Linked DNA regions of Mus musculus: regions 1, 2, 3, 4, 5 and 6 are each linked to region 7. A link is a contact called in public Hi-C, HiCAR-type, HiChIP or PLAC-seq and promoter capture Hi-C data. All regions are on one chromosome and are shown on one strand. The core of a region is the stretch at or near the end of the contact, and the rest is flanking DNA. Distances in the headings are between cores, read along the strand shown.

Evidence for each region. Promoter capture Hi-C pulls out the DNA fragments that hold promoters and counts their contacts. Hi-C and Micro-C count contacts between places; a contact is called where the count stands out from the background. HiCAR-type assays count read pairs that join an accessible place to other places. HiChIP or PLAC-seq counts read pairs in DNA pulled down with a chosen protein or histone mark.
Region 1: a contact with region 7 is called in a HiCAR-type map of astrocytes, with 4 times the contacts expected there. The contact joins the promoter of Pfkl here to the promoter of Tpgs1 in region 7. A contact is called at or near these places in 9 of 39 promoter capture datasets (the 3T3-L1 cell line, the C10 cell line, cranial neural crest and 6 more), 3 of 115 datasets of contacts at active chromatin or transcription factors (astrocytes and embryonic stem cells) and 1 of 9 other capture datasets (adipose tissue).
Region 2: a promoter capture Hi-C map of hippocampal neurons shows a contact between it and region 7, with 4 times the contacts expected there. The contact joins the promoter of Agpat3 here to the promoter of Tpgs1 in region 7. A contact is called at or near these places in 7 of 39 promoter capture datasets (cranial neural crest, embryonic stem cells, hippocampal neurons and 3 more) and 3 of 115 datasets of contacts at active chromatin or transcription factors (astrocytes and embryonic stem cells).
Region 3: a contact with region 7 is called in an H3K4me3 HiChIP or PLAC-seq map of forebrain, with 8 times the contacts expected there. The contact joins the promoter of Rrp1 here to the promoter of Tpgs1 in region 7. A contact is called at or near these places in 4 of 39 promoter capture datasets (embryonic stem cells, hippocampal neurons and pre-B cells), 2 of 484 Hi-C or Micro-C datasets (Th1 cells and cerebral cortex), 4 of 115 datasets of contacts at active chromatin or transcription factors (embryonic stem cells, forebrain and pro-B cells) and 1 of 9 other capture datasets (liver).
Region 4: a contact with region 7 is called in a promoter capture Hi-C map of pre-B cells, with 2.4 times the contacts expected there. The contact joins the promoter of Fzr1 here to the promoter of Tpgs1 in region 7. A contact is called at or near these places in 5 of 39 promoter capture datasets (cranial neural crest, erythroid cells, hippocampal neurons and 2 more) and 1 of 115 datasets of contacts at active chromatin or transcription factors (microglia).
Region 5: a contact with region 7 is called in a promoter capture Hi-C map of embryonic stem cells, with 3 times the contacts expected there. The contact joins the enhancer-like site here to the promoter of Tpgs1 in region 7. A contact is called at or near these places in 9 of 39 promoter capture datasets (the 3T3-L1 cell line, cranial neural crest, embryonic stem cells and 4 more), 4 of 115 datasets of contacts at active chromatin or transcription factors (cardiomyocytes, embryonic stem cells and large pre-B cells) and 1 of 9 other capture datasets (macrophages).
Region 6: a contact with region 7 is called in a Hi-C map of B cells, with 8 read pairs. The contact joins the promoter of Gatd3a here to the promoter of Tpgs1 in region 7. A contact is called at or near these places in 5 of 39 promoter capture datasets (the HPC-7 cell line, cranial neural crest, embryonic stem cells and 2 more), 2 of 484 Hi-C or Micro-C datasets (B cells and CD4 T cells), 2 of 115 datasets of contacts at active chromatin or transcription factors (astrocytes and embryonic stem cells) and 1 of 9 other capture datasets (liver).

The regions. Positions count from the first base shown.
Region 1 is chr10:78,008,372-78,011,101 of GRCm38.p6, forward strand. Pfkl (phosphofructokinase, liver, B-type) reads right to left here and starts at 1,436. Exons shown (of 22, transcript NM_008826.5): 1 at 1,228-1,436. The coding sequence starts at 1,312.
Region 2 is chr10:78,350,283-78,352,982 of GRCm38.p6, forward strand. It overlaps Agpat3 (1-acylglycerol-3-phosphate O-acyltransferase 3), which reads right to left and starts at 1,418. Exons shown (of 10, transcript NM_053014.3): 1 at 1,345-1,418. Gm40709 (a long non-coding RNA gene) reads left to right here and starts at 2,201. Exons shown (of 3, transcript XR_871856.3): 1 at 2,201-2,645.
Region 3 is chr10:78,411,509-78,414,522 of GRCm38.p6, forward strand. It overlaps Rrp1 (ribosomal RNA processing 1 homolog (S. cerevisiae)), which reads right to left and starts at 1,535. Exons shown (of 13, transcript NM_010925.2): 1 at 1,312-1,535. The coding sequence starts at 1,444.
Region 4 is chr10:81,377,010-81,379,828 of GRCm38.p6, forward strand. It overlaps Fzr1 (fizzy and cell division cycle 20 related 1), which reads right to left and starts at 1,361. Exons shown (of 14, transcript NM_019757.1): 1 at 1,261-1,361.
Region 5 is chr10:78,258,752-78,261,451 of GRCm38.p6, forward strand. Gm30122 (a long non-coding RNA gene) reads right to left here. Exons shown (of 3, transcript XR_380597.2): 2 at 1,053-1,165. Among named protein-coding and RNA genes, the nearest start is that of Gm30122, 4.0 kb to the right of the region's middle. Within about 2 kb of position 1,355, at least 13 of the 459 cell types and tissues checked have an H3K27ac peak or open chromatin away from gene starts, as enhancers often do. A contact at or near this core is called in embryonic stem cells, where this site is marked.
Region 6 is chr10:78,168,397-78,171,114 of GRCm38.p6, forward strand. It overlaps Gatd3a (glutamine amidotransferase like class 1 domain containing 3A), which reads right to left and starts at 1,359. Exons shown (of 7, transcript NM_138601.3): 1 at 1,199-1,359; 2 at 977-1,029; 3 at 413-526. The coding sequence starts at 1,333. Pwp2 (PWP2 periodic tryptophan protein homolog (yeast)) reads right to left here. Exons shown (of 21, transcript NM_029546.2): 21 at 2,514-2,718.
Region 7 is chr10:79,667,848-79,670,887 of GRCm38.p6, forward strand. Tpgs1 (tubulin polyglutamylase complex subunit 1) reads left to right here and starts at 1,592. Exons shown (of 2, transcript NM_148934.3): 1 at 1,592-1,936. The coding sequence starts at 1,599. Madcam1 (mucosal vascular addressin cell adhesion molecule 1) reads left to right here. Exons shown (of 5, transcript NM_013591.3): 5 at 390-695. The coding sequence ends at 520.

The sequences.
Region 1 (2,730 bases), core at 186-2,685, 1.7 Mb before region 7:
GAGCCCTACAAATGGGACTCAGGACTCTGCTGGCCTCACTGAAATGCCTATCTAATGGGTGATGTGGGCCTAGTCAGGGCCTCTCTTGTGGTCCACTACCATGGGTGATTCTTCCACAGGTCCCCGGCCCAGTCTCAGTGACAGCACTGGGATGTACAAGCTGAAACAGCCCTGAAAAAGGGTATGCTGACTGCCAGCCTAGACCAGGCCCAGGGGACCCAACAGAGATTTGAGATTTCCAGCATTATGGGAGTCAGAGTGACATTTTTTCCTGCCTTCCTGGACTTGCAATCATGCTTGTAAGATGTATCTATCCTGTGTTGTTCCTACCGATCTCTTAGGTAAGGGCTGGGCAGTCAGGAACCCCGCTTAGGAGCATGTGTGTCTGTATTTCCTGAAATGTTTGGAAGGAAATGGCGAAGCTCAACTGCAGTGCTCAGGGAAGCCAAGCCCCTTGAAGCTCCACGTGTCTTCCTCAGCCCCCAACTGGGTAGTATTTCTTTTCAGCCGGACCCAACTAGAGCCACAGACTTCGCACATCAGCAGTCAGCCTGGAACCAGGCCACCAAGAGAGGGGCTGAGAAGAGGGCAGATCCTCCCAAGCCCAGACTTTTCCCTAGCCTTACCAGGCCGAGAAGAGGCTGTGCACCCTCAACTATTAGCCCTGTGGTGCTTGCCCTGTTACACCGGTAAAAAAATACCCCCGCTCCACGCCCTCTGTTCTCCACTTAAGTCTCCATCCAAGGGACAGGAAGCAGCCCAGGCAAAGGCGTGTGGGCAAGCCTGCCTCAGTCTCACCCCATCCCAGTACAGAGAAGGTAGGAATCACAGGCTGCACGGGGGAGGGTACAGGGTCCCTGATCCTTTCAAATTCCGGCCTGTGAAACTTGGCCGGCTGTGCTTCTCTTAGAGGTCCTGACACGTGTGGCCTAGAAAGGAATAGCCCGGTGCCCTAAGTCTGCGTGCTGCGCGGACACACCCCCAAACCGGGCGGACCTAGGCAGCGCGAGGGCGGGGCGTGCCAAGGCCCGTGGCCTGCAGCACGTACGCCAGCTACCCGGGGCGGAGCTTGGGGACAGGGACCTGAAGCCACGGTGCTCCACAGGAGATTGGCTGGCCAAGTACACCCCAGATCCCTAGGCGAGGGGCAGTGGACAAGCCCGAAGGGTTCCGAGGACAGGCAGAAACCCCAGATCCATCCCTAAACACGCCCCCGCGTCCCATCACCTTGCGCATCACCGCCGCTGGTCAGCACTCCAATGGCCTTGCCAGCCCCCGACATCCGCAGTTTCTCCAGGTCCACGGTAGCCATGGCGGCAGCGGAGACCAGGAGCCCAAGCTCCTCTCCCGCCGCTCTGCGTTCCGCGCCGCTGTCGCCTGTCCCCGCCCCGTGCGCCTGCCTGTGTACCCGGTTTGTCCCGCCCCGCCCCGGCTCCGCCCCCAGTATAACGTTTGACTGACAGGCTCGGGGACCTGGTCGCCCCTCTAGTGGCTGCTGGAGAAGGTAGCTGCGCTAAGAAAGGCGGAGCGCACGCCAGTCTACAAATGTCTGCGCAGCGGTTCCGGAACCCTGGTTCCCCAGGCCCGCCACCGAACTCCCCAGGTACCCAGCAGCTAGGATCAACGTCCTCACCAAATGAAGTTCACAACCTGAGCCTGACTGAAGTTTCTGGGCAAGTGGAGTTCATGCTACAGCAAGCTGATTTTACATCTGTCCAGGCGCTGTTAAAGGAAACCTGTAGCCAAGTCTCACGGGCATTTTAAATCCCACTTGGCCAGCATCCGGGGATGCAGGTGTGGCTTGGGTGAGAATTCCTAAGCCGCTCCTTGAGTTGATTTAGGCTTGCAACAGTCTCCTTCGAGCCGAAGTTAAAAAAAAAAAGGAAAAGGAAAAAAGCCAAACAAACAAAAAAAGGAGAAAGAAAGAAAGAAAGAAAGAAAGAAAGAAAGAAAGAAAGAAAGAAAGAAAGAAGGAAAGAGAGAGAGAAAGAAAGAAAGAAAGAAAGAAAGAGAGAAAGAAAAAGAGAAAGAAAGAAAGGGAGAAAGGGAGAAAGAGAGCAAAAGAAAACATAGGAAAGCTGCAGTTGTATCTGAGACGATAGCCACGATTCGTCCCATCGCGACTGCTGAATGTAGTTGGGGATTTGGAAAGAGAAACACTTAGCGTAGCATTTTTACTTCAGGGTGATTTGCTAAACCTGCCGCTTCTCTCAACTCTCACAGCTCCTGGTTCAGGCGAGTGGCCTTTGCCTGAGCACAAAGTGGGGAACCAGCCCCTCAGGATTGGTTAGAGGGATTCGAAGCTGGTGGAGCAATGGTCAGATCCAGGACTCTCAAGGAAAGCTACCCACAGTCCAGAGCGCTGGATCTGGGCTGCCATGGTAGGGCTGTCCTGCAGAGATGAGGGTACCCCATCTGACCCTGACAGTTTGTTGATTTTTGCCTGGTTTTGCTAAATTCTTTAAGAGCTATTTTTATTGTCTGGCAGTGGTGACACACGCTTTTAATCCCAGCATTCAGGAAGCAGAGACAGGCAGATCTTTGAAGGTCAGTTTGGTCGATAGAGCAAATTTCAGGACAGCCAAGGCTATACAAAGAAACCAAGAACAGGGATAAAAGGAATAAAGGAAAGAAGGAAGGGGCGGTCCGTTTAACTCAAATTCTAAGAACATAACAGGGCTTTTGTTGGTGGGGAGTGGGGAGGTGTTTTGGCTGGAGATATGGCTCAGA
Region 2 (2,700 bases), core at 168-2,667, 1.3 Mb before region 7:
GAGAAGGGAACACACACAGTTGGTACCAGCTCCATCCTCTGAGAGGCTGGACCAGTTAACCAGCACCAACTTGTTAGGAGTGAGCTTGGATTAACGATGCCATTCTAACTCCTGAAACAACAATAAACTTCCATCTTTGCTCATCCCATACTATACAAAGATCTTACTATGCCCTACCTGCCTCCAAGTGGGCCAGAGACAGATGTATACAGATTTTTACTACCCTGACTGGGCTGGAGGAAATCAGAGTCCCTTTGCTCTTCATTTAAATTCTGGCTGTGGAGATTTGTGACATAATCCAGGACAAGTGGCTAGCCTTGCTCCTCAGACCCCAGTGTGTTTCAGAGTCTGTTAGCACAGAGTCGCAGCTATATGCCCCAGAAAAGAAGTAAACAACTCCTCTACTGCAGTAGATGCTCCTTTTGTAACTTCTGAAGTAGATCAGTTACTTTCTGTTCAGTTTCCCCAGTCCCCTAGAACACACAGGCACTGTCCTTCCCAGGTGCTGGGCCTGTTATCTGGGAGCAGCTTAGGGTGAGACAGAGACCTCCCTTCATTTCCAGCATCCCTCCCATCTTCCTTCCCTAGGAGACACTGTATTTAACCCACTTCCCACCAATTCCACAGGCAACTTCTAAGACCTAGACCTTCTGCCCTGCTGCTGTACAGATAAGAGCAGGTGGGGGCCACACACAAGGCCTCCAGTAGGTCCAGACTGAGTTAGGTCAGACATCCAGCTGACATCCACCTGCTGAACATAGCCATGCTGAGGAGCACATGCCACCAAGACCAAAGAGAGGCTGGCAAAGCCATTGCATGTAACTGCCTTTGGAAACAACGTAATTACAAAGCACAGAGTGTGATACTAGGAATCAATCTTATAGGCTAAATCCTAAAGTTGGAAGGAGTCCTGCTTACCTAATAAGGGGAAGGGACAGTAAGGGAGTGATCAAAGTGCACAGAGACCCCTTTGAAAGGGGCACAGTCCATTTCCCAATGTCATCGAAGCAGAAAGAGCTGCTTCCACTCAGTTCCAACAGCCACCAACCCAGCACCCCCAACCGGCACCCTGTGTCCAATCCCAGAATCCAAGATCTTGGCTCTGGACGAGTCATTCCAATCTGTCTCAAATCCAAGTAGCCTTCTCGTTTCCCAGGAAGAAGAACCCAGTCTCTTAAGTATTCTCTTAGAGAAGACTTTCCACACTGCTTTAAAAAGTTAGGTTTGAAAGGCCATTTCTAAAATCATTTCCCTGTGCCCCTAAACTTCTCTCGAAGTTAAAAAGGAAACCTGAATATATTTTCCACCCAGCTTAAGTGTTCACAATCCTCCTGTCGTAGGTACCTGGGGTCAACTGCTCCGGGGCTCCAGGCCCACCGTGGACAGGTGTTTTCCTCCAGAGGCTCTGGTTACTGAATGACCCCAGCGCCTGAGTGAAACGTGGAAATTCACAGTCGGCCTTTGGTCTCAAACGCCAAAGTCAAGAAAAAAAAAAAACAACAACAACCGAGCCCTCGCACCTTCCTCCAGGGCGTCCCACCTGCAGCCCTCCCTCCGCGTTGAGCAAGCAAAAAAGTGAAACTAGCCCACAGGGCCCCGAAATCAGGCATGGGGGGCTCCCCCAGAGCGAGGAGCCGGGAGCCGAGCAAGGTTCCCCCCGGAGAGGGGCCCCAAGGCCGCCCAGGCCCTCTCGTCGGGCCCCGCATCCCCATCTCTACCCGATCGCCCGCATCCCCAGGCCGCCGCGCACCCCGCACAGCACCGGCGGGCCGGGCAGGCCGCACAGGGGCCGGGCGGGACCCGGAGCCTCCAGGCGCCGCGCTCTCCAGGCCGCGCGCCCCGCGGAGCGCAGCCGGCCACTGCGGCGGGGCCCGGCGACCGCGGGCGGGGGACGACCTCCGGCGGCTCGGCCGGGCTCGGCGCGGCTCACCTGCACTCCACCTGCTGGTCGCGGTTCTCGCGTCGGGCGCGCGCGGCCTGGGCCCGGCCCGGCCCTGCGTCGGGGCCTCAGCGAGTGCGGCGCCCGCCGCCCCGGGCCCCCATCGCCGCCCTCCGCCTCGGCGCCGCCGCCACTTCCTGTGCGCGGCGATCCCACAGTTCCGCCGGCGCGGGACGCCAGGCGCGGGGACGCGGGGACACGCGCGGACCGACGCGCGGGGGAGGAGTCGCGGCCCGCGGCGCAGCGGCGACCGCCTCGGCCAACGGACAGCAAGCGGGGGAGGGGACGCGAGGCGCGCCCCGCGGGAGCAGCCTCCACCCTCCCTGGCCAGCGGGATGTTCCTAGACCCAGTCCGACTCCCTTTCAGCTGCCTGCGGTCCTCCGGAGTCCCACTGGGGTGTTCCTGGGCCCAGCTTGAATCCCCTCTTTTAGCCCACTGAAGTCCTTCTGGGGTACTGCGGTGTTCCTGGGCCCAGCCTGGATCCCCTTGTCCCCCTGAAGTTCTTCGGGGTGTTCCTGGGCCGTACTTGGACCCCCGATGGTTCCCTGGAGTCCTCCTGGGTTGCCTCCCCCAAGAACTGGAATATTCCTAGGCCCAGCCTGGATTTGCCTCCGTTCAGCCTCCTGAAATCATTCTGAGCCTCAGCCTAGACCCCTTCCCAGTCCCGGAGGTCCCCTTGAGACCCAGGATGTTTTGATGGCTCAGGTTAGACTCCCCTTCCTTCTGAGTCCTCCTGGGGACGCCTGGAAATTTGGGGGTT
Region 3 (3,014 bases), core at 285-2,784, 1.3 Mb before region 7:
AGACTTAGTGAGCCCTGGAACCTACCTTCCCGAGCCAGGAAGGAAACATGACTGCCTGAACTACTCTTAACAATAATACGACTGGGGGCTGGCGAGATGGCTCAGCGGGTAAGAGCACTGACTGCTCTTCCAAAGGTCCTGAGTTCAAATCCCAGCAACCACACGGTAGGTTACAACCATCCTAATGAGATCTGATGCCCTCTTCTAGGGTGTCTGAAAACAGCTACAGTGTACTTATTTATAATAATAAATAAATCTTTGGGCCAGACGGAACAGGGACTGAGCGAGCTGGGCTGACCTCAGTGAGTGGGGCCAACTGGAACGAGCAGAGGTCCTAAATTCAATTCCCAACAACCACATGAAGGCTCACAACCATCTGTACAGCTAGCTACAGTGTACTCATATACATTAAATAAATAAATAAACCTTAAAAAAATATGATTGGGCAGCCAGCCCCGCCCTCAAAACATTCTCCAACAGAACTGCCATAACGGTGCCTGGAGGAGCCCCTCCCCCCAACCCTCCAGTAACTCCATGCACCAGCAAGCAGGTATCAGTCCCATAGAGTTAAAGAAACCCAACACTTTCGGGACCGGGAGATGGCCCATTGTTAATGCAGTGATTAATTAAGCCAGTGTCAGACCAAGGAACTGTAGCTATACTATGACATTTCGGAGATTAAATGGTGAAAGTTATTCATTCCGGCTAGCAAAGGACATCACCACCATTTAGCGAGGCGCATCCCCCAAGTTGGGGTGCTCTGACTAGAGCGTGAAAAACTGCGCTGAGACACTTCCCAAAGCATACAGCCATGACCTCGGCCAAACCACCGCTCAGGGAATCTATAATTTGCATCCGCGGAGGGATATCCAAAAGCAAAGGACATCGCCACCATTTGGCGAAGCGCATTCCCCAAGCTGGGGTTCTCTGACTAGAGCGTGGAAAACTGCCTTGAGACACTTCCCAAAGCATACAGCCGTGACCTCGGCCAAACCACTGCTCAGGGAATCTATAATTTGCATCTGCGGAGGGATATCCAAGAGACGCGGAGGCTGCTGAAAGGGGTCGCTCACTGAGGACCAGAAGCACAGAAACCGCTCTGCAAAAGGACATCCTGGGAACGGGGTGTCGAGAACACACCTTTAAGAACACGGGACACCAGTAAAGGCCGGCGGAAGAGCACCAGCAAGCTACAGAAGGAAGAAAAGCGGGCAGACCGATCGGGTCAGCCTAAGCCAGTAGAACAGCAGACGAAGGCCGGATCCTGCGGGGCCCACGCAGCGGAGCTCGCCTGCCCTCCCGCCCGCGTACCTGTCGCCCGCTGCGACCTGGCCTCGATGTACTTCCGCAGCTTCCGCAACGCGCGGTCCCGCGTCACCTGTTCATTGCCCGCCAGGCGCTGCGCCAGCTGGATCTCCGGCGGGAGCGGCACTCCGGGAACCATGGTGAGGAGAACCCTGAGACCACGCACTCGACGCTTCCGCTGGGGCGCTCGAGTGACGACACGCGCTCGTCACCACTGAACGTCACACTGAGGCGACACAACCCAGCTAGACGTCAAACGTCCTGGACGATGCTGGCGTACGCTACCGCCTCTCAGTGGCCGAGAGGCGCAACTGCACCCTGCAGGGAGGAGGATGGTCTGGTGTAAGCCTAGGGCATCTCTGATTCTTGAAAAGGTTAAAGCATTGTCTTGGGTTCGCCCTCCTCTTTACTGCAGCAGGAGTGGCTGTATTACAAGAAGATCGTGATGTGGCCCAGCTTGTCCTCAACTGTAACACTTAGCAGGACTGCGTGGAGCTGCCCTTGGCTCAGCATCCTGAGCCATGTTGGGGTGTGGGGTGTGGGTGGGGGGAGGTTGGGTGTGTGCATGAACCCTGCAACGCCGAGAACTACGAGCTTTACCCGAAACACTTTACCTGATCCCTAACACCTTAGTCCTCAGGGAAATCCACCCCACCAAGCCTCTTGTAGAGCATCCACTTTCCTGGAAAGAGAAAAGCAAGAAGGCTGTCAGGATCCAGATTATGGGACAGGGTGCAGGTACCTATCATGAAGGTAGGCAGGCAAATACACTATAGAAAGCACAGTGAGTGTGCAAAACTTGAGTGTGCCCTGGTTCATGAAATGTGTGGTGACAATCGTTTGGGACACTATTGGGAAAATTTTTCCATATAGCCCAAGAGCTGAAATGTCAAATTAGAATACAAAACAATTACAGGTTTCATTGGTGTGCCCAAGACCACCAGAAGTCTGATGACTTGCTGGGGGAAATTTCCAAGACCAGTGGACGTTTGGACTTAGTGGTACCATAACATTGCCAGTTCGTTGCTACACCATAGGCCAGCTAAGCCCAGGATTAAAGTGTCAGGCAAGGAAGGTGGCTGTATTTGAAAAGCTAGATGCTGGAAAAAATGGGAGGGATGGTTGTTGAAAGTCTGACTGAAGAGGAATAAGCAACTGGGGTGGGAGAGGGCATGTCTAAGCACTATTACAGGAACATAGACAATTCTGTATTTTCTATAACATCAGAATTTACTGAATAACAAAAAATTTGATAGACTACATCAATGTTATGGCCACGCTTTTTAAAGTCAACCCAGTTTCTTTGACTTAGGCAAGCTATCTCTTGTTGCTGTTGTTTTATTTATATGAGTACGCAGTTACTGTCTTCGGACACACCAGAAGAGGGCATTAGATCCCATTACAGATGGTTGTGAGCCACTGTGTGGTTGCTGGGAATTGAACTCAGGACCTCTGAAAGACCAATCGGTGCTCTTAACCGCTGAGCCATCTCTCCAGCCCTAGGCAAGCTATCTTAAACTACTAATATTAATGGTCAGACTCTACTTACACATCACACAGTAAATATATCCACCTATACATATGTGTATATGCCAAGTCCTGCTAGGCTTGAGTACTGAAACCCCAACTGGGAGAAGTAAAGAAATACAGGACAGACACACAGACAGAAAAGGTGGGCTCAGCTTAGGTGTGAGCACTCTGATTGGGAC
Region 4 (2,819 bases), core at 111-2,610, 1.7 Mb after region 7:
CCTGATCCCGAGAGCCAGAGGTGGTGTCTGTTCTGGGTGAATCTTCACTGGGGAATCACCCTCATTCAAACAGCAGGAAGGAGCTAGGACTGGGACTCAGCAGCCAGAGGAATGAGGTCATCTCTCAGACAGGACGGGTAGGGGGCGTGCTTCCCACCAGGTGTTCTCAACAAGGAGTGCATCCCACCAGGTGCTCTCAATTAGCAGAGAATTTAGGGGAGCGGGGTAGGAAGGTAATGCCTATACAGAGGTTGGTGTCAGGCTTACAGCTGGAGACAAGTGAAGTTGGTGGGGTGATTTAAGGGCTTTGTAGGGGACAATGGCTTTGGATCAGGGATAGAGGATGGAAGGACCTGGACTTGCATTTGAAGACACAGAGTGGAGGTTCAGATCTGAGAGGGTACGTGGTGGATTTGGGGACACAGAATGTCTGTGGTTTCTGGCCATGTCTCCCCTGAGATGAGACACCTGGTTGTTGGCTGAACCACTGGGTGTTTACGGCAAATTTAGTTCACAATCCTTCCCACCTGGGGAATGCCAGATTTGAGACTCCTGGACTCTGGAGGTTGACTCAGATCCCAGTTTGGATGTAGGGAGCATCTGAGGCAGGGGGATTTACATTTGGAAGTCAACAGGGTGCAGATGAATGGTTTGCAGTTGAGTCTTGAGTGATCAGCATGAGACAGAATGCTCTAAATTTAAGGGAACATAGCTCAAAAGAATACAGAGTGTTGGTGACAGGGCGAGGTCATTGGGGACAGACCGTCTGAGATCTGACTCAGGACCTCACCTGAATTGGGTGGTTTTGGTGGAAGTAGTAAAGGGTGACCTGAATTTGGGGGCGCAAGGAGCCTGACCTAGGGTTCTGAGCTGCAACATGTGGAATGCCTGGATTTGGACATTAGCCGTGCTCTGAACAAGGCTCTGGGCGATGATTGCTGTGATGGACAGAGCGAGGTCAAGGCGAGGTTGCCGGGTGAGGGGACTCAGGGTTGGGGTGACTCAGGGCCTCATCTGGGAAGCTGGTTTGCATTCTGGGGTTCGGGGGAACAAGACGGGTGGTGCCCTGGATTCGAGGGGAGCAACTATCAGAGCAGAGCTCTGGGGATGGAGGACTCTGACAGACTCAGAGAGCTGGCGGGGTCGGGGCCGGTACTGGAGGTCGCTGGGATGTGGGGTTCAGGATCAGGCCGCACTGGAGCCCCAGAGAAGGAAGGGGTCGGCTGGGGGGGCGGGTCCCCGAGTCACCCGTGTCCTCACCTGCCTCGCTCCGGTCGCCAGCCGGCACCCGCCGGTTCCCGCCGGTCCCAGGAACACGCCGCGCCTGTTCGAGGCCCCGCCGTTGCGACAGGCCCCGCCGCCGCTGCTCACGGGAATCCCCCGGCCTCCGCGGTAGCTAATATGGCGGAACTCAGTGGCAACCCGACTCCCTCCCCCAATCTGTCCCGCAGGCCGCGCGCGCGCCCGCGACCGGCCCCGCCGCCCAGCGCATCACCGCGCCTAGGCCACGCCCCCTAGGTCCTCCCCCCCAACGCCGCCAAGGTTTTCCGTGGGCAAGCCACGCCCTCAGCCACGCTCACGGCCCACACGCACGGATCTCTCCGCCAACCCCCTGTGGCCTGTGCTGAAGCCACGCCCCTCGAGTTACCAACGCCTCTCCTAGGCCACGCCCCCACACCGCCTCTTTCCCTGTCCCTTGCGGGCACGCCCCCTAGACACTCCCACTCTGTGCCGTGCTCGCGTCCACCCCAAACAGCTGCGCCTGCGCGCCCCAGCGCGGAGCAGCTCGGGAGTATGGGACGTCCTTCAGGATTTAAATCAATACAGGAAGCGAGACGGCACTTGTTGCCCGGGGCAACCGTGTTGGGATGAGCAGTCGGGGAAGACCACGGCTGAATGGGGGGGGGGGACGACTAGAACAGGAGTAACTAGGCGCGGAGGAAGGCGTGGCTCCTGTTTGTGGAAGAAGTGGGGCGCTTCCCCCTGAAGCTATGATTCACTCAACAGTTAAGTGACTACCCCACGGATGGCGCTCGGCGCGCGGACGCTGCTGGTTACTCACTGTGCGTTTATTGTTTTCAATTTTCGAGCTACCTTTTTCTCTCTAGCCAGGCTAGCCTCGAGCTGGAAGCAATTCTCCAGCCTCAACTTCTGCATTGTTAGAACGACTGTTAGACACCTGCCCCCCCAAAATATTTATCGTGTCCCTGAGTACTCACTCCCAGAAGCCCCAAGTGATGACAGCTGGAAATAAACCTCAAGAGGGTCCAGGTTCAAAACCATACATGTTGGGCCCATCACAATGGCTCAAAAGGTAGGGTGATTGCAGCTAAGCCAGCTGGAGCCCACCTTATACCCAGGATCACTTGGTAGAGGGCGAGAACCAACTCCTGCAAGGTGTAACTCTGACCATCCCATGGGCACACCTGTGCCAGCCCCTGGGTAAATGACACTAAACAAATTAAGAACACAGACTGTTCTTCCAAGAGGTCCTGAGTTCAATTCCCACATGGTGGCTCACAACCATCTGTAATGGGATCCGATGTCCTCTTCTGGTGTGTCTGAAGATAGCGACAGTGTACTTACATAAAACACGTAAATAAATCTTAAAAAACAAAACAAAACACCAAAAAAAAAAAAAAACCCAAATAGGGTTGGGTTTTGTTGTGTTGTTTGGCCTTCTGTTTGGTTTTTCGAGTTAGGGTCTCTTAGTGTAGCCCTGGCTGTCCTGGAACTTGCTGTGCAGACCAGGCTGGCATCAAACTCAGAGATCTGTCTGCCTTTACCTCCCAAGAGCTGGGATCAAAAGCATGCACCAT
Region 5 (2,700 bases), core at 105-2,604, 1.4 Mb before region 7:
AGCACAAATAAACCCAGTAATGCTATTTGTAAAATCCAGAGGACAAGCTCACTGCTGATGGGGCTTGGAAGCAGGCATCACGAAACAGCCGTGACCTAAATGTCGTTCTATTAAAGGGGGAATGAGAAGAAATGGACCTAGCACTGACCTGAAAGGTTGGGAGACGTTATTTAAATGCAACAAGAAGGGAGGAATCGATAAAGATAAAAAGCACAGCAGATATTGAGAACTGAAAGGGCTAGGCTTATCTGTCATTTGGAAAAACGCCTGAATGAGCAAAGGGCAAGAAACTTTAAAAAGGGGACGTCCATGCTGAACAAGAAAGGGATATGGCCGAAGCGACCATTACATTTAAATTAGGATGAAAGGGGATTTTCCAGAGAAAACTGACTTTGGAGCACTGTAGAAAAACTAACTGGCTCCTTTACAACAAACAAATTGGGAAAGTTGCTAAAGAGCCCTTTCCCTTCAAATCCCTCTCTGGTACACAAAATACCACCTGACCATAGAGCATCCCAAGGGAGTCTACCAGGCTCAAACCCCCTGAGCCCAGGAAAAGAAGAACAGACCGCTGCCTCTTATTGCAGAACTGTAACATTGACGCCAAAACCCAATGAAGAAGAGGCATCCTCACCAGCCGAGACTTTAATGGATACAGTTCATCAGCCCTAAGTGAGGAGTGCTTCCGGGTCACAGGTCACAAAGTGACATGTGCTGCAAACACATCAAAGGCTGTTCCTGTCACTCTGCCCATCAACGGATTTGAGAAGAAATCCCTTATGGTTGTCACTGGAGTTTGACTGTGTCCCCAAAGTCCATGTATTGGAATTTAATCCCTAGTGGAGTATTTGGGGGTCCTGAGTGGCCACATATGTCCCAAGGCTCTGCTTACAGACGTCATGATGTTGATCACAGAAGGCATGGGGCCTCCTGTCTGATCTTTCTTGTTTACTCTCTGGTCCTCTCTTGCCCTCCCATCTTCTACATTTTTGGCATTAGAATTTCCAACTCCCGGGACCACAAGAAATAAATTTTGGCTGCTTGTAAATTACCTTGTGGAACTCTGTCGCAAGGTGACTGTCTTTCTCCAGTGAAAGCATTTACACAGGTTCTTAACAGGGCAGCATCTCTGCATATGTAAATATCAACCCAAAAGTCAGCCGGCCTGTGCAGGAGAAAACCGGTTTAACCCATGTGAACAAAGGGCTGGTGCAAGTTAAGAAGAGGGGGAAAGAGGAGATTTAGAAACTATTAGTGTTTTAGTGATCAGAGACCATTCACTTAGACATCAGTGGATCTGTGTGAGTACCGAGTCCCTCCCGTTCAGTGCCTCACAACTACTGACCTCATTTAATCCCAACAGTGCAAAAGCTTTGCTGTGAACCTATCAAATGACTCAGTAACAACCTTGCGCTACTTCTGGGTCCCAGATATGCAAAATTGAGTCCTCACAGAGGGACAGCACTCCTGTCCTTTGCCACGCCCACCACTCCCCTCATTCAGAGACCCTCCCCACAGTCAGACTGCATCCTGAGTCTTCAGACCAAGTGAAGACCATCCTGGCAGCCAAACATCATATTCCCAGTCATCAATTCCTAAACCGGTTCTGAACTGGCACATCACAGCAGACAGCATTTTCCCCTGTGCTTGATGGCCTAGGAAACACCCCCAGGATGTCCTTCCTAGGCGTCTATCATCCATGCTGGGAACACAAGTTCAGCCATGCTGCAGCAGAGGTTGCTGTTTATACTGTACGAGCCCATGCAGAACATGGGGGAGGGGAGCAACTCTTGGAGCTGGAAGCTTGCTCACACCCAACAAGCTGCTGAGCCAAAAACCCGGAGAAGGAATAGGGTTGAGGGAAGAGGAGGGGGAGGCAACAAGAACTATCCATCCTCGTGCATGCATAGGTCACTGGCCACTGTGTCACCTGTTACAGGCACCTGGGGAGAGCAGAAGCCCAGTGGAGGGACAAATGGAACCAGGGAACGTGGACCCAGTGGAGGGATGAGGGAGGGAAGAAGTCTGGGGATGGATTGCTGACCCTGTGTGGTTTTGGTGAACGACACACTCCAAGGGTCACTGTCTGCACCTTGGGGGGACAGGGCATCTAAGGACATAGTGTGAATGGTCAGCTGACCAAATTTCTGCAGAAGCAGAGTGGCCTAAGACTCTAGGACAGTCGGGCAAGAGGTAGGCACAAAGAATCAGTGCCACATTGGAAGTATGCTTTGCTTGAACCTTCCACCGTAATCCACTCCGGAGCTGGTGCCTGCAGCGTCTGGAGGCTGGAAGGTGAGCAAGGCAGCAGAGCATTCTGGGTGTGACCTGTATTTGGAGCCAAGCACCTGCTAGCTACAGGACTGTCAGAACAGCTGAGGGTTGTCCTTGATCCGAAAGGACAAATTGGGGATCCTGAGCCAGCTAGATGGGGTGTCAGAGAGCTCAGAAACAGGGCAGGGAGCTCTGGCAGGTTTTAGAGATAAAGGTTCAGGCCAGGCCTCACTCCCTGGGCTTTTGTTGGAGACCATGGGATCGAGCTTCCTCTAAGCCTAGGAGCTGGCAGGAGCTATGGCATGCATTTTTAAATGTCCATTAGCTGAGGGCACTCTCTAAGTGGCCTGTGGTGGGCCACAGAGGCTCCAGCAGAATGGCAGGGAGGCTCTGGGGGTGGTCACAGGACACATGCTCAGCCTCTCA
Region 6 (2,718 bases), core at 109-2,608, 1.5 Mb before region 7:
TGCCTCTTATCCCAGCACTCAGTAGGCAGAGGCAGGAGGATCAGAGTTCAAAGCCAGCCTGGTCTACAGAGTGTGTTCCAGGACAGTCTCTCTACATAGAGAAACTTTGGGAAAACAAAACAAAACAAACAACCCCTCCCTGCCAAAAACAAAGCAACAAGATAAAGGGAACACAGTACCACACAGGGACTAGCCAGAGCAGAGCATGACCACCTCACACCCAAAGGCTACTGCTACCCCTGTAACGGTCACGGGGAGGTCAGAAACATTTGGCCCATGGCCATGTATTTCCAGAACAGCCGGATGACAGTTGCTTTGAGGGACAGACACTTGATCACATAATCAGGAAGGCTACAGTACAGGAGCTGCTCATGGGAACAGGGCTCTTGTAAGGTCCTTTCCCTACCCATACCTGCTTTCCCTCTCAGAAGGCTCCCCCTTGGTGTGGTCAATCACGTGCATCTGAGGGACATCGGGAGCAAAGATCTGGACCTCAGCCCCGCCTCGGCTCAGGTGCACCAGGATCCTATATGAAGAAAATCCACAAAGACATCACTTCCAAATGTGTCCTCCGGCCTCACAGCATGACGATTTTACAGATGGACTGGCACCAAGTGCTGGGGAATTCCTAGTTTATAGGACACCTAGTTGCTTTTACGAAGGCACGGCTCCTGCCGCTTACAGACTTCTGCAAGGTAAGGGTAGAACCAGAATAAGTAGGCAAGGCATCCTTTTACTGACTGATGAGCAGCGAGGGTTGTTGACTCCGCAGGTGTTGCATTTTGGGTATGTTCAAGACCCCAGCTTGCTGCCAGGCATTCTGCCTTCACCCAGGGTCCGGGTGGCATCTTTTGTGTCTTGGCTGTGCTAACTTTGGCTTTGGACTTATCACGATGTGAACCCACTGCGCTTGGTCACCCTCTGGCCATTTCTGCCTTTTAAACCAAGAGAGTGTTTACAAACTCTGAGGACTTACGCTGAGGCCTCATGGATCTCGGTTCCGTCATAGACTCCACAGCCCGACAGCACCTGCAGGAAGAGAGGCACTGACGAGGGCGAGGGCCCAACACGCAATTACCGAGGGAGGGGAGGCTGAACCCCACCAAGAGCCGACCTTGGGCGGACAGCTGGTCGACCCCAGGCTGCGGGGACCTAGCAAGGGAAGGCACTCGGCCTGGGAGTCTGGCTCTGCACTCACCAACGCCACCCTGGCCCCGGGCCGCGGTGCGGAGCTGTGAAGGGCTGCGCGCTGGGAGGGAGCCCGGTGGTATCTGGAGAGCGGTAGGAGCGCAGAAGCCAGCCTTGGCGCCACCAAAACCCTGACGGCAGCCATCACGAAGGGCAGCCAGCCACAGTGGTGTCAGGAGAACGTGCGCCGTGGGGCGGGGTCGCGCCTGGCCAATGGAGGAGCGCGTAACAACCCCTTTCTGGAGAGGGCCAGTGGGTGGGGCCGCGCCTGCGCAGTGACCGACGGCGTACGGGAAACCCAGCACCTTTTTCCCTGGAGGACTAGCGGGAGGGAGGGGCCACAGATCTCAGGACACGCCCCCCCTCACCTAAGAGACCGGTTGGCTGGACTTCTCCAGCTCAATGACCGACCGAGCTGGGACACGCCTCTTCTCGGTTTTGAGAGGGCAAGCAAGCAAGTATGCCAGGTTAGGACCTTCCTGCGATCGACCTTGTTGAGCGGCCCGGTCTGCCTAGTTAATGTTTGAAGGGCGCTCATCTTGGTGTAGGCCACCTTGACTACCTATTGCAATTCCAGTCTATGCAATGACTAAAAACTGATTTTAAATAACGGGGTCAGAGCAAGCCCCGCGCCCTCACGGTGCAATCGTAAATTGCTCCTGCCATTGTGTTCTGGGTACCTCTGCAGCTTCCTCACAGGCCACAGTTCTGCCAGTCACGATTCAGTGAAGAGCTGAGCTGAGCATCGTACCTTCCATTTCCTATTTTGAATCAATGTGATTGCTATAGTTGCATACAGTCCGGTGTCCATCGGGGTAATGACCAGATAACTCCCAGAGTTTCACTGCCTCTCCCTAGCCACAGTGAAGGCTGTCAAAGGTGACCTGGCTTCTCTCAACTCCTAGGGATAATTAGCTGCTGGGTGTTCCCATCTTAAGATGGGAACCCTTTCACATTTAGGAGACATTTAGGCCTGGGATGCACAGTATATGCAGAAGCCAGGGAGCATACAGAAGTGGGTTTGGTGGCCCAACACCATTACAGCGAGTCAGGGATTATTCAGTTTCAGGGGACAGTAGTTGGGGGGAGGGGTGGAGCAGTGTCAGGCAATTTGCATCTGGCTGTCCACAGGGGTGGAGTGGGCATGGTTACCACGGAGCAGACTTGTAAAATACTCCAAACTGAGCCCAGTTTCTGGTATGAGAATTAAACTGGATGAGATGTATGAGATGTATGGTGATGGCTGAAGCATGGTTCAGCACTACTTGCCTGCCCTTCCCTGGGCCCTCAGTTCCACATTCATACCACACACAGACAAAACCAGTAAAGCTTCATAAAACTGTATTTGTACTGCAGATGGGGATCCCAAGATGGCACCAAAACAAGCGGGTCCTTGTCTGGGCGGCCAGGGGCCTGGCTGTCCCTGGGCACATAAGAAGCAGTTTCCTTTTCTACCCCAAGCTACACAGAGAAATGCTCTGCAGAACAGGAAACCTGGCGACACCAGGCTAAGCTCTGGCTTCTCCCCAT
Region 7 (3,040 bases), core at 342-2,841:
CAGGATTACATAGAAGACTCTTGTCTCAAAAAATCAAAACAAAACAGACAAAAAACAAAACAAAACAAAACAAAACAAAACAAAACAGAACTAAGCTGGGCACGATGGCACACAAGCTATGATCTAAGTACTTGAGCTGTAGAAGAAGAAGGGTCAATGTCAGCCTAAGCTACAGAGTGAGACCGTAATTTAGAAACAAAAGCTTCCCTTTAAGTAGATTCATTCTTCCATGCTGTCTTTGAGTATGTCTGGTTGGGTGGCTGTTTTCTACCCAAGTAGAGGCTGGCTAGTTAAGTCCACTTTTAAACTGTAAGGGCCTATGTATGTTCCCTCTGTGGAGCCCACAGGCACTGGGACTGATGGCAGCCTTTCTCTTCCTACTCTTTCAGCCTCCACCGTCGTCCTATGGATTGGCAGCTTGGTGCTGGGGCTGCTTGCACTGGTCTTCCTTGCCTACCGCCTGTGGAAATGCTACCGGCCAGGTCCTCGCCCAGACACTAGCTCATGTACACACCTATGAAGCTCCATTATGCCAGACTAAAGGAGGCAGAGAGTGACCAGCTGCAGGATTTGGGGCATCAAGATGATAGTGTGGCCTCTTTCCTTGGTGGTCAGCACATCTATAAGTTTCTCCTGACTTCTGGGCTTTTCTGCCTGCTGGCCCAGAGCTAAATAAAAGCCCCGTATCTAGCCACTGGCATATTCTTTCGTACTGTGAATAGGAAGGCTTTGTACATCACCTATCCCTACAGCCAGAGTCCCTGGAGACAGTCACACATCCCAGTTTTCTTTGGTAGGTCGAGCAACAGGATACTAGGCTGGGAAATGCCTGCATTTAACAAGAGTAACTAAGGAGATATCCAGTGGCTTAGAAAAAGTACTTGGGGGGTAACCTGGGAAAACACGAAGAGCGGTATGGATGCCAGACAAGGGAATAAAAAGTATGTCAGTAGATAAAGAGCCAAAGATAACACAGAAAAGGGACATGCGAGGATACTAGAAAGCCACAGCAGTTCAGAATTGCAAAGAGAGCACCCCCCTCTGGTGGTCAGAAATGGTAACAGTCTGGGAAAGGAAGGAATCTGGTGACAACTCCGCTCAGGCACCTTAACGCTCGGAAGGAGACTAAGTGAGGCCAAAAACCCGGGAGAGCCCAGGCCGAGTCTGGGAGCAAACGCAGAAAACGGTTTGAACTCCGCTTTCAGCCCTAGATTCCTGGTGAGCTTTGCGGGGTTTATCTGGTACCCAGGGTGCCTGGTTGCTAGGAGACCATGCTTAGGAAGACTTGCCCACTACCAAGATGGCAAGGTATCGCGCTTCAAGCCAGAAACCAAGCCCTTCCTGGGGGACCATTTTGAAGTCTGGCAAGCTCACAATTCCAGACCGAAGCTAGAAGATGCAGTCATGGAGTAGCAGGAAAACGCACACAGAGAAAGCCAGGGGCACAGGGGGAAAAGGTCGCTTGCGCTTGTTACTATCGAGATTCTCAGAGAGGGGGGCCGCTGCCTCTGCCCTTAACAAAAATGGTCGTCGAGGGAAGGCGCCTCATCGCGCCGTGAATTATGGCGGCGCTTCCGGTCCCGCTGCCCCCAACAAAGATGGCGGCAGTGGAGAAACGGCGGCCGGCAGTAGCACCAGCGGCCAATTTCCCGGACAGTGGCCGGACGTCGGTGTCTCAGGCGGCGGCGGCCGCTGAGAGCGAGGAGGACTTCCTACGGCAGCTCGGCGTGACGGAGATGCTGCGCGCAGCCCTCCTAAAGGTGCTGGAGATCCGGCCCGAGGAGCCCATCGCCTTCTTGGCGCACTACTTCGAGAACATGGGTCTACGCTCGCCGACCAACGGAGGCGCCGGGGAGCCCCCGGGCCAGCTCCTCCTGCAGCAACAGCGCCTGGGCCGCGCGCTGTGGCACCTTCGCCTGGCTCACCACTCGCAGAGGTGCGGACCGATGGCGGACGGGGGTACCAGAACTACAATTCCCGACAGGCCCCGCGCGGGAGCAACTCGCCGCCGGCGCGGGGCGTTTCCGGGAGTAGTGGTCTTTCCTCTTTTCCCGGGTCTGGTCGGCTTGAGGCAGGTTTAAGGTTCTCGGCACGCCTCGCATCGATTTCGCCTGCAGTGTGCGCGGGGTGTACTGGATATTGTGGTCCGGGTAGGAAGTGCTGGGGGTTGTAATCCATCGTCCATCTATTGCATGAGCTTCCAGGTGATTACGGCCTGGAGGAGGTTGCTTTTGAACCCGAGTCCATTTTGCCCTCGCAGCCAAGGGTTTTGGGAGGTCAAGAAGCCCAGCAAGGTAGTATAAATAGTGTGGTGCTTGTCCAGGAGATGGACAGCCTGTGTACTCAGGCCCCAGGCCCCAGACAGAAGTTCCTTAGATGCACACGCAGAGCACAGGCTGGTCTAGAGCCTGACGTGAACCCTGCAGGGAGCTCCGCAGTGGGAGTAGTTCCAGTGTAGGTGACGACTAAGGACGCTTTTTCATTGCATAGTGGATGAGGGAAGCTGATCAGTAGGGCATCATCAGCCAGGGGGTGACCAAATGCCTGAGGGTCTCAGCATGGGAGTGGCTTTCCAAAGGGTGCTTGGAGGAAGACTCAGGGAGGAGAGCAGGGGAGGGGGCCGCAAGGAGGAAGACGTTGGGCAACAGTAGCTCAGGCCTTCCCTAGGGAAGTGAAAGTCCAGAGATCATACATTTCCAGCTGAGCAGACCAGACATCTCTGCACCAGAGGGAAGGGGCTCAGTATCCAAGATGGTAGCCAAGAAGGGAAGGGTGGAGCATGGCGGGCCCATGTGGCTAGAGGGGAGGGGTACAGGCACAAAGGGAGAAAACCAGCGAGAATGTAGACGGACAGTCTTCAGCTAGGACAGCATTGGGGTATGTGAGTGGGAGACTGAAGGTATCAGCAGAGAATACGCACACAAGACCACACCGTGAGGTGCCCAGGGGAGGAACAAACTGCTTACTGGGGGCATCCGGAATTCTCCCAGGGATGAAGAGCAATGAACCTAGGGATTTAAAATAGAAGTGTTTTCTGTGA